Regions from separate parts of the Ovis aries genome. Here region 2 is linked to region 1. Evidence: chromatin contacts called from public Hi-C data. All regions are on one chromosome and are shown on one strand. The core of a region is the stretch at or near the end of the contact, and the rest is flanking DNA. Distances in the headings are between cores, read along the strand shown. Region 1 holds the start of PPP3R1 (protein phosphatase 3 regulatory subunit B, alpha). Region 2 overlaps PPP3R1 (protein phosphatase 3 regulatory subunit B, alpha).

What was found. Hi-C and Micro-C count contacts between places; a contact is called where the count stands out from the background.
Region 2: a contact with region 1 is called in a Hi-C map of tail adipose tissue, with 2.6 times the contacts expected there. The contact joins the enhancer-like site here to the promoter of PPP3R1 in region 1. A contact is called at or near these places in 4 of 16 Hi-C or Micro-C datasets (hypothalamus, liver, muscle and 1 more).

What each region holds. Positions count from the first base shown.
Region 1 is chr3:40,081,739-40,088,252 of ARS-UI_Ramb_v3.0, reverse strand. It overlaps PPP3R1 (protein phosphatase 3 regulatory subunit B, alpha), which reads right to left and starts at 2,831. Exons shown (of 6, transcript XM_027966683.3): 1 at 2,393-2,831. The coding sequence starts at 2,395.
Region 2 is chr3:40,138,343-40,144,810 of ARS-UI_Ramb_v3.0, reverse strand. PPP3R1 (protein phosphatase 3 regulatory subunit B, alpha) reads right to left here. Exons shown (of 6, transcript XM_027966683.3): 3 at 3,212-3,388; 4 at 2,086-2,145; 5 at 832-1,016. Among named protein-coding and RNA genes, the nearest start is that of PNO1, 24 kb to the left of the region's middle. Within about 2 kb of position 4,195, at least 6 of the 54 cell types and tissues checked have an H3K27ac peak or open chromatin away from gene starts, as enhancers often do. A contact at or near this core is called in tail adipose tissue, where this site is marked.

The DNA.
Region 1 (6,514 bases), core at 1,582-4,081:
TCACTCCAAACTCCTATTTATTTGAGTTAATCAATACGCCACAAGGCACAACTGAGGTACAGGCTCGACACTTGCGAACCAGTGCTATACTCAGCAGACCAACACAATTCCAAAAGTTGAGGAGCCACTGTCATGACAAATTATGCCCTGAAATGGTATTGAGAGGACGGCAGAAAAAAGAGCCAAGAGTGAACCAAAAAATAAATACTAAAAAGGAAACTGGAAAGAAGAGGGAAATAATGACCTGGAAGAAAAAAAAAAACCTATGGGAAGTTTAAAATATTTTTGAAAGATAAAGAAACACTAACTTTCCAGAAGATAAATTTAAAAGCTAAAAGAGCATTTCCCAAATTCTGACTGTAGCTCAAGAAAAAAAAAGCGTGAGGGGGGTACGGGAGAGGAGGCACCACAGAGGGGAAAAGAACTATTTGGAAGTCAGATCATTCTCCTATACACTACATCAACAAGACTAGGTCTTTGTTCCTCAAAACGTATCCTTTATAAATACCGGTTAAAAAAAACACTGGACAAAGATCTTCAAGATCTGGACCCTCGGGTAAAATACATCTATAAGGAAGCTGTATTAAAGCACTAGAGCACAATTCATAACTCCAAAAGATTATGCCAAAAAAAAAAAAAAGAGAGTACTATGTACTATGAATGGCTCTGATATAACTTGTTTTTGTAGCAGTCTGGAAAAACCTAAGTTTTGACTTTGAAGGCCAAAATCGTCTCGAAGCTGCCTCCCAAATTGGCAAGGAAAAACCTCCTCCACGTATCAAAATCACTAACCATTTCTTAAGTCTGCTCCTAATCTGAATTTTAAGGACACTAATAGGCGCACTTAGGGCTTCCCAGATGGCTCAGTGGTAAAAAAAAAAAAAAAAAAAAAATCCGCCTGCCAATTTAGAAGACGAGGGTTCGATCCCTGGGTTGGGAAGATTCTCCTGGAGAACGGAATGGCAACCCCACTCCAGTATCCTTGCCGTGAAAATCCCATGAACAGAGGAGCCTGGTGGGCTACAATCCATGAGGTCGCAGAGTCCGACACGACTGAGCACACACACAATAGGTGCACTTAATCATTTGTCCTATTTTTTAAATAAAAGCTGACTTACTTGACTACTGTCACTTTCTTCTCCCACAATCACACTAAACTGATCTCAAGTTGCAGTCCACACAATTTCTCTCTTCACTCACCCACCACACTATTTTGAAATACTTAATTCTACATACAAGGTGAAATACAATACAATTAAAAGCTGCAAGACATTACTCAACGCCTAGCAATCAGTCGGAATAATCTTCGGACAACTGTTCAAAAACTTTTAGAAATAGCCTAACGACCAAATCACCTGTTCGGATATCTGATCTAGATGAAAAAGCACTGCAAACTTTTTCTACTCTGCATGCAATTCTTGATTACAAAGAGAAAACTCCACAGGCTAGCCGGAGCTAGAGAACCGGTAGGGTAACAGGCTAAAAGGGCGTCGTTGATTTCTTGGCTACAGTGACAGAGGCGGGAGACACACCCCTAGCGTCGGTCGGAAACACTACAGCAGTTGAGTTCTACCTAGGGATTAATGTGAGGGTAAGGAAAGACAAATTTAAATCGCCATGATTCAAAAACAACCAGCACCGGAGAAACCCACGAAGGTAACAAAGAAAACGAGAAACCCTTGGCAATCAGTAAGCACTAAAAACAAGTATCCCCGTTTATCACAATCCGAGCTACACTGTGTTCATGAATCGACACCTTGGACCTTTCCGGTTCGCCACTGCAGAGAGAAAACCAGCAGCGAAGAAGGAAAAAAAAAAAAAAAAGCCTCGTAAGGTTGCAAACTGCAGTGAAATAAACACTAACGGGAGAGGGGGGAAGTAAGTGGCAGGATTCCTGCCAAGACTTGCTGCTTCAAAATAGAGTGGGAGTGGAAGAGAGCGCGGCCCTGGAGAGAAAGTGGGTCTTATATAAAGAGCCACTGGCCACCTATGATTGCCGTAGGATTCCGGAATCTCCCCGAACTTGAGAGTGAGTGCGGGGCTGAGAGGGGGGCTCCACGTGGAGGAGGGTCCGGAGAAGGGAAAGCGGGCCGATCAGGGGACAGTACCGGGCGCACGGCCGGGGTGGCTGGGGGTCGAGGCCCGGGCGGAATCCCAGAGGCGCGAGGGGGGAGGGGGCGGAGGGGCTCCCCGCGGAGGCCCGGGGGCGGGCGCGGGGGCCCCGCCGGGCTGTCAATCCGCCGCCCGTCGCCCCCGGGCCGCTGGGGCTTTCTCGGGTCTCTCGAATTTTCCACCGGGGGAAGCCGCCCGGGGGAGTCGGGGCTCGCCCCCGCCCCTGCCCCTGGAAGCGGCGGGCGGGGAGCGATGGTGCGTGGGGAAGCCGAGAGCTCACCATTTTGCTTGGCGGTCGGCGACTCGCTCGCACAGAGAAGAGTGTCGGCGCTCTGACGGTCTCCCGCAGGAAGCAGTGGCGGCGGCGGCCCAGCTACGCTCGGCTGGGGCGGCTGCGGCCCTCGGGACGCCCGCGGGGGAAGGGGGGGTGCAGGCTGGGGGAGGGCAAGCGGCGCCGCGGGGAGCGCGCCGGCCGGGGTGACTGGACACGCGGGAGCTGGCGGGGAGAAGAGAAATTAAGGTCGAGATTCAGAGACGGAGAGCGCGGGAGGAGACACGGCGAGAAGTGGAGAGAGACAGAGCAGGGAGGGAGGCGGGGGAGAAGGGGGCCAAGCGGCTCGGGGGCTGCAGCCTCGCACTCGTGCTCGCGCCCGCACCAGAGCCGTGACGGACTCACTGCAGTGGCTCGCACTGACCCGCAACCTCAAGGCACGAAAAAGGGGGAGGGCGGGAGAGGGAGGGGAAAGCGGAGCGCAGCGGCGCGCGGGGCGGAGGGCGGGGGCGCGCGCGGAGCCGGCGGCGGGGGCGGGGCTTCCGCGAGCGCCGCACATCCGGGAACTCGCGCACCCGCTCGGCGGCGGCTGCGGCGGCGCTCTGGCGAGCTCTGGTTGGGGAGCGCGGAGCGCGCCGGCCGCCCCCTGCGTGCAAAGCGGGGGGAGCGCGGGGGCGGGGGCGCGGACGTCAGTGACGTCGCGTGGTGGAGCCCTTCCTGTCATGTGGCTGGAGGCGGGCGGGGTGGAGGGGGTGAAGAGGGGGAAGGCTGAGCCGAGAGGGGGAAACGAGGAAATACGAGGGTTCCCTGTGAGGGAGGAAGTGCGAGGGGTGCGCGAGCCTGGGCAGAGGGGGCCTTGGGCCCGGGAGTGAAAACCTCGTAGGAGAGGAGGAACAGATGAGCGGCCTTAAGGTCGGAACACCCAGACTCTTCACCAAAAAGAGGCCAACCCCAGCCCTGGGGCTGGAGGGAATCAGTTTGCGCCTGAAGACAGGTATCTTTGCATCAGTGTGATGGCTTGGATGCCCTACAGAATGCATGTCGCGTCTAAACACTTGTCACCCAGGTGCAGCGCCCGCAGGCCTACACACGTATATAGGTTGGCAGTCAGGAGCCGGGTTGGGAAGACAGGAGGAGGCTTGCAGAGTCAACAGAACAGACGATAGAGAGGCTGCCGCGAAGCCCTTCGCACCCAGCTCTGGATTTTCCTGAAACCCGCCAGGCGACCTTTTTGACGCGGCAGTGTTTTGGTGAAGGGTTGAAAGACCGATTGCCCACTTGTCCCTTTAGTAGGGCTGTATTCACTTTGGTGGTAATTACTGTTCTCAGAAAATTGGGACTACGGTGGGACGTGGAGTCCAGAAAAGCCTAAGGATGGAAAGTTATGTTCAGGGGGGGAAAAAAAAGCTGCCAGGAGAGGTGTGATTAAGGATAATGATGGAAGCATTTTGCAACAGTTTTAACCAGTTACTCCTTTTCAGCTCTTGATAATCTCGTGTGTGTATGTGTGTGTGTGAGAGAGAGAGAGAGATGTTTACTGAGTGGTCAGAAACTCCTAGTGAACAAATTGTTTTCAACAGTTTTATTAAAAACTATAGTATTTTTAAAGGCAGTCTGCTAAAGCTCCTTATGTGAGTTTTCTTCTTAACGCGCTAATCATTTTTCTATGTGATAAACATTCATCATTTGTAATAGAAACTCAGTGATGTGCCCTAGAGATGTGCAACTAACCTTTCGTCCCTTCCTCTTCTTTAAAAACTATTTTGTATCCGTTTCAGTATAAATAAGGGAAAGTAACTGATGACAAGCTGTATCACATAGCGAATGTATGGAGGAAAGGCCGAGAAATGACCCTGTTTCTTCCACCGTTTAATCTGTTAAGTCTTGACTTAGATATGTTGCTATTTAGATTCTAATATGTATTCCAAAACAGAGGGAAATCCCTAAGGTATATTGTCATTTATGTTGGCTAGGTATATTATTTTTAGTTAGTTTTTCATCATAAAATTAAGCTCACTTTTTAAAAGAACAGTATTTTAAAAATTCCTCCCCCTCAACTCCACCTCTTAGAGATCATCACTGTAACTGCATTTGTGTGTCCCTCGGATACGTTTAGTGAAAATGAAATTATCATTTTGACTGAGGATTAAATACTGAGAAGGAATTTGAGCTATATGGGATACTATAGATTCAAAGTGACCCGTAATTTTGTCATGATTTGTACCAATGCAGACTATAGTCATTCAACAAATATCTGTTGTGAACTTAAATCAGGAATTTAAGAGTTCAGAGCTGTGAAAGATTGGCTAGCCTTTGTGACTAACAAGAAACACAAGGCCAGTTCACTTGTTTCTTGGCATCATGCAAATTTACCGGAATTCACCACTTACATTCTCCCAGTTTTGCATATACTGCATAGTATACAAACTGGTAGCATCTCTGACTCTGAAACCGATTATTCTGAATTCATTAAGAGAGGTAAATCCACAATGCACCTTTATCATCCAGGTTTTTCCCCTGAGGTCAAAATGGAAAGTATGGTAATCAGTCTTCTCTCTGTCTTTTTACTAAGGGAGCAAGTACCTAGTGGTCCTGCCAAAAACACACAAGGCAAAGGACGTATCTAATAAGTGGGTTATTATTTCCTGGAAAACTTAGCATGTAAAAGATGATTGTTGGGGAGCATTATGGAGGTAAGTTGGAGGGAGAAACACTTAAGACAGAGATACCAGTTATAGGAATGGTAACAGCTAGCATGAGGTCATGAGAAGTATCAATAGTGGAGAAAAGGAAGGGATCAATAGGAAAAACATGGAGTAAAAATGGACTATGCAGTTTAACCAATGTAGGGAATAAGAAGAGGGAAAATAAAAGATGACCATTATACTTTGTTTGGTGACAGCAAATAGTGATACCATTGAGAGAAACAGAGAAGTCTGGAGAAGTTTGATTGCTGAGTGGAAAGAGATGAGTTTGGATTTTAAAATGCTAAATCTGAGTTGCTGGTGAGATATCCTTGTGGAAGCACCCAAGGGAAAAGAAGCTGGAACTGCAGGGTAGAAAGGAGGAGAGATGTGGGAATCATCTCAAAAAAAAAAAGAAATCAAAATTGAAAACTTCAAGTGTCCCCTTATTTAGACACAAGAAAAAGAAGGGACCCCAAGATCATCATAAAGCTAAGTAGAATTTATTTTTGAGGTTTTAAGAAAAAGCGTAATGCTTGCAGTCATATTTGACTGCACAACAGCTTTAGACTTCAGTGTCTCTGTAATTATCTTTCTGAAGTTAGCTATGTCACAGGTAATTTTATCAAGGTCATTGTGATATACAGAAATCTACATGATAATAAAGGTCTCATTGTGGTCATTTCCTTATATATCAAATATAAGAGTGGTAGAAGAGCTGAATTAGCATTTCTATAGTTGTTTAAGGCATTCCTGTGCAATGTTACCCCAAAATATGCACTGTCATTCATGATTATGTTGAATGACAATGGGGTCAACATAAAGTTAAATGATTTAACTTTTATACTCATTTAATTTTATACTCATACATGGAAAGAAAATGCCAATTGAAAAAGAATCAAAACAACTTGTAAATAATGTCTGTTCCTTTTTAGTACACATCTGTTAACACAGAGGAAACATCTACCTCCCCTCCTAAATAAAACCATACATGTCCCAGCTCAAGAAGCCAAGATTTAAGAATATGTTGTACCTTTCTGCCATCCAGTTTCATATAAAATTCTCTTTGCTGTGAGCACCGAGGTTGCATGGGGAAAAAATCGCTTTCCTTCCTAGAATCTCTTTTTATACCAAGAAGAAAGCAAGGATGCCAGGTAGGCCCCTGCTCCATGGTATGGTTGAAGGAGGATTCCTTGGCACCTGAGTTGGCAGGGAAGTGGCTAGTTCCCTTCTGGCTAAGCAGCAAAAGTAGGAACCAAGGATTCCAAGTTCTATCTTGGAAACTCATTTCTCCATAGAAACAATTTTACAAAGAATTCTGTAAACAATGACCTTCCTACAAAAGCCTACTTATAATGTAGCTGAAACTCTGTATTTGCTATTAAAAACACAATGATAGAAATCAATGCTCTTAAAATATATATAGTTTTAAGAATTAATGGGAAGA
Region 2 (6,468 bases), core at 2,946-5,445, 55 kb before region 1:
AAGCCAAAGCAGCTACTTAAGCCCTTATGTAACACATGACAAACGAATCTGTTTTCCCTGGTGTCGTTTAAGGGAAAAATGAAGAGGAGGAAAACCTTCTACAGAAGTATCCAGTAATGACTGAAAATTCTCACAACGTTTTATTTTCTTTGCATTCCTTTGGATTGTCCAGGATCTTCAATTTACTGTTACAACCGATTATGACACATCAGAAAGTTACTATCTCTGTTTTAGGGGCAGCAGCCACAGGAGAGAAGCAATAAACAGGAAGCCGAGCCAGGGCCCCAGTTCTCACTGAGAGCAAGCTCTCCAGGACTTCTCACAACTGTAGGCTATGCCTCTGTGGAGCCCTTGCCCCAGATCACAGTAACTACCTGTCAGCAGCTTAGAAAAAAAGGAGAGGGGAAAACAAATCACCTTTCTACACTGCCTCGCTGCTGAGTTTGACAGATGGGGACTCCATTTCTGTCATCCTTGTGACCAAGCTTCTGAATTCCTAGCTGAAATTCATGAACTCTTATTTCCTACAGAAGTATTTTCAAATAACCTAGTTGTTCACTTGGGAGGCTACCAATAATAAGTAAAAGTGACTAGTTCCATTGTTGGGGCATTTTATCAGACAATCACTGAGAATATTAGTTCTTGAGAATAATTAGTAATTAGTAACAGTTACAACAAAGAACATTTCAAAACTTTGAATCTGGGGCTATTGGGCAAAATCAAACAGAAATTTCTAGGGCAAAATATAACTATAAGGAATTCTCTATTAAGTGATATTAAAAATGTTTTTATGAAATATAACTAATGAAGAACTAGCTTTTTTGTACTTACAGCACAGAATTCTTCAAAGGATATTCTTCCATCCCCATCCTTATCTGCATTTATTATGGTTTTGTCTACGATTTGCTGTAACTGTGTGTCTTTCAGATTGTTCCCCACCATCATCTTTAGCACCTGGAAGAGTTCCCCATTGGAAATATAGCCGTCTTTATCCATGTCATAGATACGGAAAGCAACTAAAAAAAGAGTAAGGAAAAATCAATGGCAATTGCATGGTAATCACGAACACTTTCTAAGAGAGAGAAGATAGGAAGCTGCCCAGCATTTAGAATTCTACTATGAGGACAGCTCCTTCCTACACAGAGATGTTGTCTTTAGGTGAAACTAGGTGGTTACAAGTATATGGGCTATGGAGTTAAAACTGCTTGGGACAATTAACATAGCCTGGAGTTTAAGTCATTTACCCTTTCCTAAGCTTCAGTTTCTGCACATATAAAATGGGGGCTAATAACAGTTCTAACCTCCCAGGTCCCAGGTCCTCAACCTCCAGGATCTAATGCCTGATGATCTGAGGTGGAGCTGATGTAACAGTAATAGAAATAAGTGCCCAATAAATGAATGGAGTTGAATCATCCTGGAACCACTCCCTACCCCTAGTCCATGGAAGAATTGTCTTTGACAAAATTGGTTCTGAGTGCTGAAAAGGTTGGGGACTGCTGCTTTACAGTACTGAGTGAGATAATATACAATCAAAGACAGTAACTGTTATTACTATTAATATTATTCTCATTTGTATCAAGAGTTCATTTGCAAAGGAAGTTAGCATATAGCCTGTGCCTCAGAGAACTGTTATTGAATATAATGTCTCTCCAGTTAAGAGCTGAATATTTTAAAAAGATACCAGATGTTCCCTGAAAGAGAGGCAAGCCTACATAAACCAAAATAGTAAACTTCCAGCTAAATAATTCTGAATACAAGTGTAAACGAAGTTAGGTTAATCATATTAAAGCATTTCTTCTCACTTCCATGCCAATATTTTATATTACTTACCCACAAATGGAATATAATGCTTAAAAACTGTTAATCAATTTTGTCTACTGTACACCTGTAACTTATAAGTAATAATGACACATCATTAAAAAATACAAATTGCAAATGTCCAAGAAGGATTTTCTCCAGAATGTAAAATTTCTGTTATGTCTACTAAGGATCTAGAATAAAAGATACCTTTTAGAATATTTTAAAAAGAGGTTATAATGCAGTATGGGGTAATGGTCTAAGAACTCAGTGAAGAAAAATACTTACACCTCAACTTCTGTTCCTTATCTCCTTTGACACTGAACTGAGAGACTCCCTCAATGAACTCTGAATAAGAATAAAACACATTTACAAATCAGAAGTTTCAATTTTTTACAAAGAAGAACAATACACACACGCGCATGGACACAAACCCTACATGCTCACAACAGAATATTTTCCTGTTCCAAAAGAAAATATTACTAGTGGCATTTACAACGGAAAAAGCCAAATCTGAAAGTTCAACAAACAAGGTTCTATATATAATTTGAACCTGGAACTCTCTAAAATCAAATCAACTTGAACAAGTTGATTTATTTTTTATTATTATTAAAAATTAGTTGCTACAGAGCATAACACTCAAAAAACATATTCTTTAAGCTATTTAACTCTATATTCTTAGAATATGACTATACAAGAGGGCTTTAAAAAAATATTTACATTGTTTGGCAGAAAAAATTGGGAGGTTTCTGGTTCCAAAATTCAGAACCATTTACATAAACTGTTCGAAGTTTCATAACAAATGGTCATTTTTCTTCACTGCTGCTGAACACTAAATCACAACTAGTTTAGAGCCCTTCACTTGGACAATTCAATTCTTCAAATGAAAATAACAAAAATTCTTTGACTTCCTGATGAAATGAAAGGTTTATTTAAAGTGCAGAACCAAATGGCTGACATTAGCAAAAGCACTACTGTCTTTGTAAAATCTAGATTAACTAAATTAATCCCGTCTATGATAATACTCCTATCCTTCTGACTTCAGCTTTTTTTAAAATTGCTGACTTATTGTTAAAGTCTCATTCTTTTAAAAAACAGTTTTTAAAAAATGTGGCTTCTAATATTTTAAGTTTCTCTGAAATTTTCTAACAACAAAAGAAATACTAAATCCCATTTTTTAGATTACCTAAAAGGGTATTTCGATCATTTATGTTCCAAAAAGTACAAGGTCTTATTAGTTTATTAAAGTTCATATATCACAGACTTTTGAGTTTTAACAATCTATTATTATAAGAAAACCAGTACTCAAGGACATTCAAGAAAAAAATCAACTTTTCAGACATTTTTGTACAAAGAAATGTAAGACTACTGATAGATTGCCTAACTTGCAGTTTAACTAAAACTACTTTCTTACCTTTAAAGTCTACTTCTCCATTCCCATCAGTGTCGAATATATCTATTACTCGCTGTACTAGGGGATTCTGTTGTAACTCAGGTAGAGACATGAACTCTTCCACACTCAAAGAACCAGAATTGTCCAAATCGAGCTTCTTAAATCTCTTTCCTAGCCTTTTAATTTCATCAGCATCAACTAAAAGCAAACAAAAAGAGGCAGCACGATTTAACAAATGATTGTATGATAACTACAAGAAGAAATTCAGCAGTTATCCAATAGTTTAATTTTCAGTTTAATTTAGAGTTGAACATACTATGGAATAACTTCTTATAGCAAAGAAAATATATCATGAAATTTTTTTCATTACCTCTTTGCCTGTGTGCACCCGCCATAACATACAACCAACTGTATGCTGAGTACCAAGATATTACAGGATTGACAATGCTAAGCTGATCATGAAAGTCAGGTGGTTCATATCAGGCGGACTAAATCAATCTCTGCTATGTACACCAGGCACTCTGATTTTCATTTCTGTTTTAAAATTTTAATTTAGTTTATTTCTAACAGTTCATGGTTCAAAATCTGAACAAGGTTTGAATACAGTTCAATATTCAAAGTCTCCCTCCAATGCTGCCAGCTTCTTGAATATTCGTCTAAAGATCACTCTTCGCAAGTATGAACAAATAAAACCCAGCACCTTTTAATTTTTTATTAAATTTTAAGGAAAAACTTTCATAAAAGTCAAATATTTTTAAAGGTTACTTTTCATTTACAGTTATTACCAATCTCCTAAAAACTAGGCACAGATCAAATCCATCCTGGCAACACCACTGAATGTTTCAGATCTGTACTTCTAAATATAAAGAATTCCAACTTTTGGCACCATCTTTCATCGAAGATTTTTTTCAGCTACTTGGAATCACACTCCCTTTAGAACAGATGAACAAGGAAAAACAAACAAACCTCACCCTTTTGACTCATCTTGTGACTCAGAGACACTGTTTTTCATGTTTTGCCAAGTCTCAACTTGAGACTCATGCTATTTCTCCACGTTTTGTAAGGATACCTCTGGGAGGGACTATCTTTTCTAGTAGTTGAAAGTTTCTACATATTCAATTTAAACTATACTATACAAAGTATTAAAACAGATAATCTTATAATCATACATATATGCCTGCCTCTAAAAATCAAGATATTAAAAACAGATCTTTTAGTCTGAGTTTCTAAAATACAGCTATTACTATGGAATGTTAACACAGAAAACAACCAAATTAAATGATTGAAACCTTACCCAGATCAATCCATCCTTGAATATACTCAGGAACAAAGGTACAATCTAGATGGTTACTTATTTAAAGTGATTTCAAGAATCTTATTAGTATTAACATATAAAATAATTAAGAAGTTGCTTTCATAGATCTCATGATGCTACTCTAAGTTTAAATAAGTATTTCTAATTGGACATAATAACACTAAAGAATATATAATATATATAGAAAGTTGCCTATCTATTCATCATCTCAGATAAAGAAACATCAAAAAATTATTATATATATTTTTTCTCATTTAGAAAAAAGAATATAAGAGATTCCCAACAGCAGCAAAGAGATGTAGGCCTTCAAGCACTGTTATTACTAAACACACACACACACGCACACACACACACACACAAAGTTGCTACTCGACTGTTAGGTGGTTTTGAGGAAAAGCAGAATGGTAGAAAAACAAGCTTTCCTCAAATTTTAGCCAATTTCCAAAATTTGTATAATTGTAATAAAGAACAAAACACTATTCCTTCAAAAAATCTAACAGCCACTTTATAAATAATTTATTACCTATTGGTTTGTTTATGATTTAAAAACAAAGTAAGTCTATCAAATCCTTCCAGCAATAACAGTATTTTCAAAGAAACAACTAAATGTGAGGTGGTATCCTGAAAAGAATCTTGGAAAAGTCACCTTTTATCCCCACTAAAATATAGCGCTTACAGCGATAAATGCAAAGAAATAGAGGAAAACAACAGAATGGGAAAGACTAGAGATCTCTTCAAGAAAATTAGAGATACCAAGAGAACATTTCATGCAAAGATGGGCTCGATAAAGGACAGAAATGATATGGACCTAACAGAAGCAGAAGATATTAAGAAGGGGTGGCAAGAATACACAGAAGAACTGTACAAAAAGATCTTTACGACCAAGATAATCATGATGGTGTGATCACTCACCTAGAGCCAGACATCCTAGAATGTGAAGTCAAGTGGGCCTTAGAAAGCATCACTACGAATAAAGCTATTGGAGGTGATGGAATTCCAGTTGAGCTATTTCAAATCCTAGAAGATGATGCTGTGAAAGTGCTGCACTCAATATGCCAGTAAATTTGGAAAACTCAGCAGTGACCACAGGACTGGAAAAGGTCAATTTTCATTCCAATCCCAAAGAAAGGCAATGCCAAAAAATGCTCAAACTACCGCACAATTGCACTCATCTCACATGCTAGTCAAGTAATGCTCAAAATTCTCCAAGCCAGGCTTCAGAAATACGTGAACTGTGAACTTCCTGATGGTTCAAGCTGGTTTTAGAAAAGGCAGAGGAACCAGAGATCAAATTGTCAACATCCACTGGATCATCGAAAAAGCAAGAGAGTTCCAGAAAAACATCTATTTCTGCGTCACTGACTATGCCAAAGCCTTTGACTGTGTGGATCACAATAAACTGTGGAAAATTCTGAAAGAGATGGGAAAATTCTGAGAGACCTGCCTCTTGAGAAACCGATATGCAGGTGAGGAAGCAACAGTTAGAACTGGACATGGAACAACAGATTGGTTCCAAATCGGAAAAGGAGTATGTCAAGGCTGTACATTGTCACCCTGCTTATTTAACTTCTATGCAGAGTACATCATGAGAAACGCTGGGCTGAAAGAAGCACAAGCTGGAATCAAGATTGCCGGGAGAAATATCAATAACCTCAGATATGCAGATGATACCACCCTTATGGCAGAAAGTGAAGAGGAGCTAAAAAGCCTCTTAAAAGTGAAAGAGAGAGTGAAAAAGTTGGCTTAAAGCTCAACATTCAGAAAACGAAGATCATGGCATCTGGTCCCCTCATTCATGGGAAATAGATGGGGAAACAGTGGACACAGTGTCAGACTTTATTTTTTTGGGCTCCAAAATCACTGCAGATGGTGACTGCAGCCATGAAATTAAAAGATGCTTGCTTCTTGGAAGAAAAGTTATGACCAACCTAGATATATTAAAAAGCAGAGACATTACTTTGCC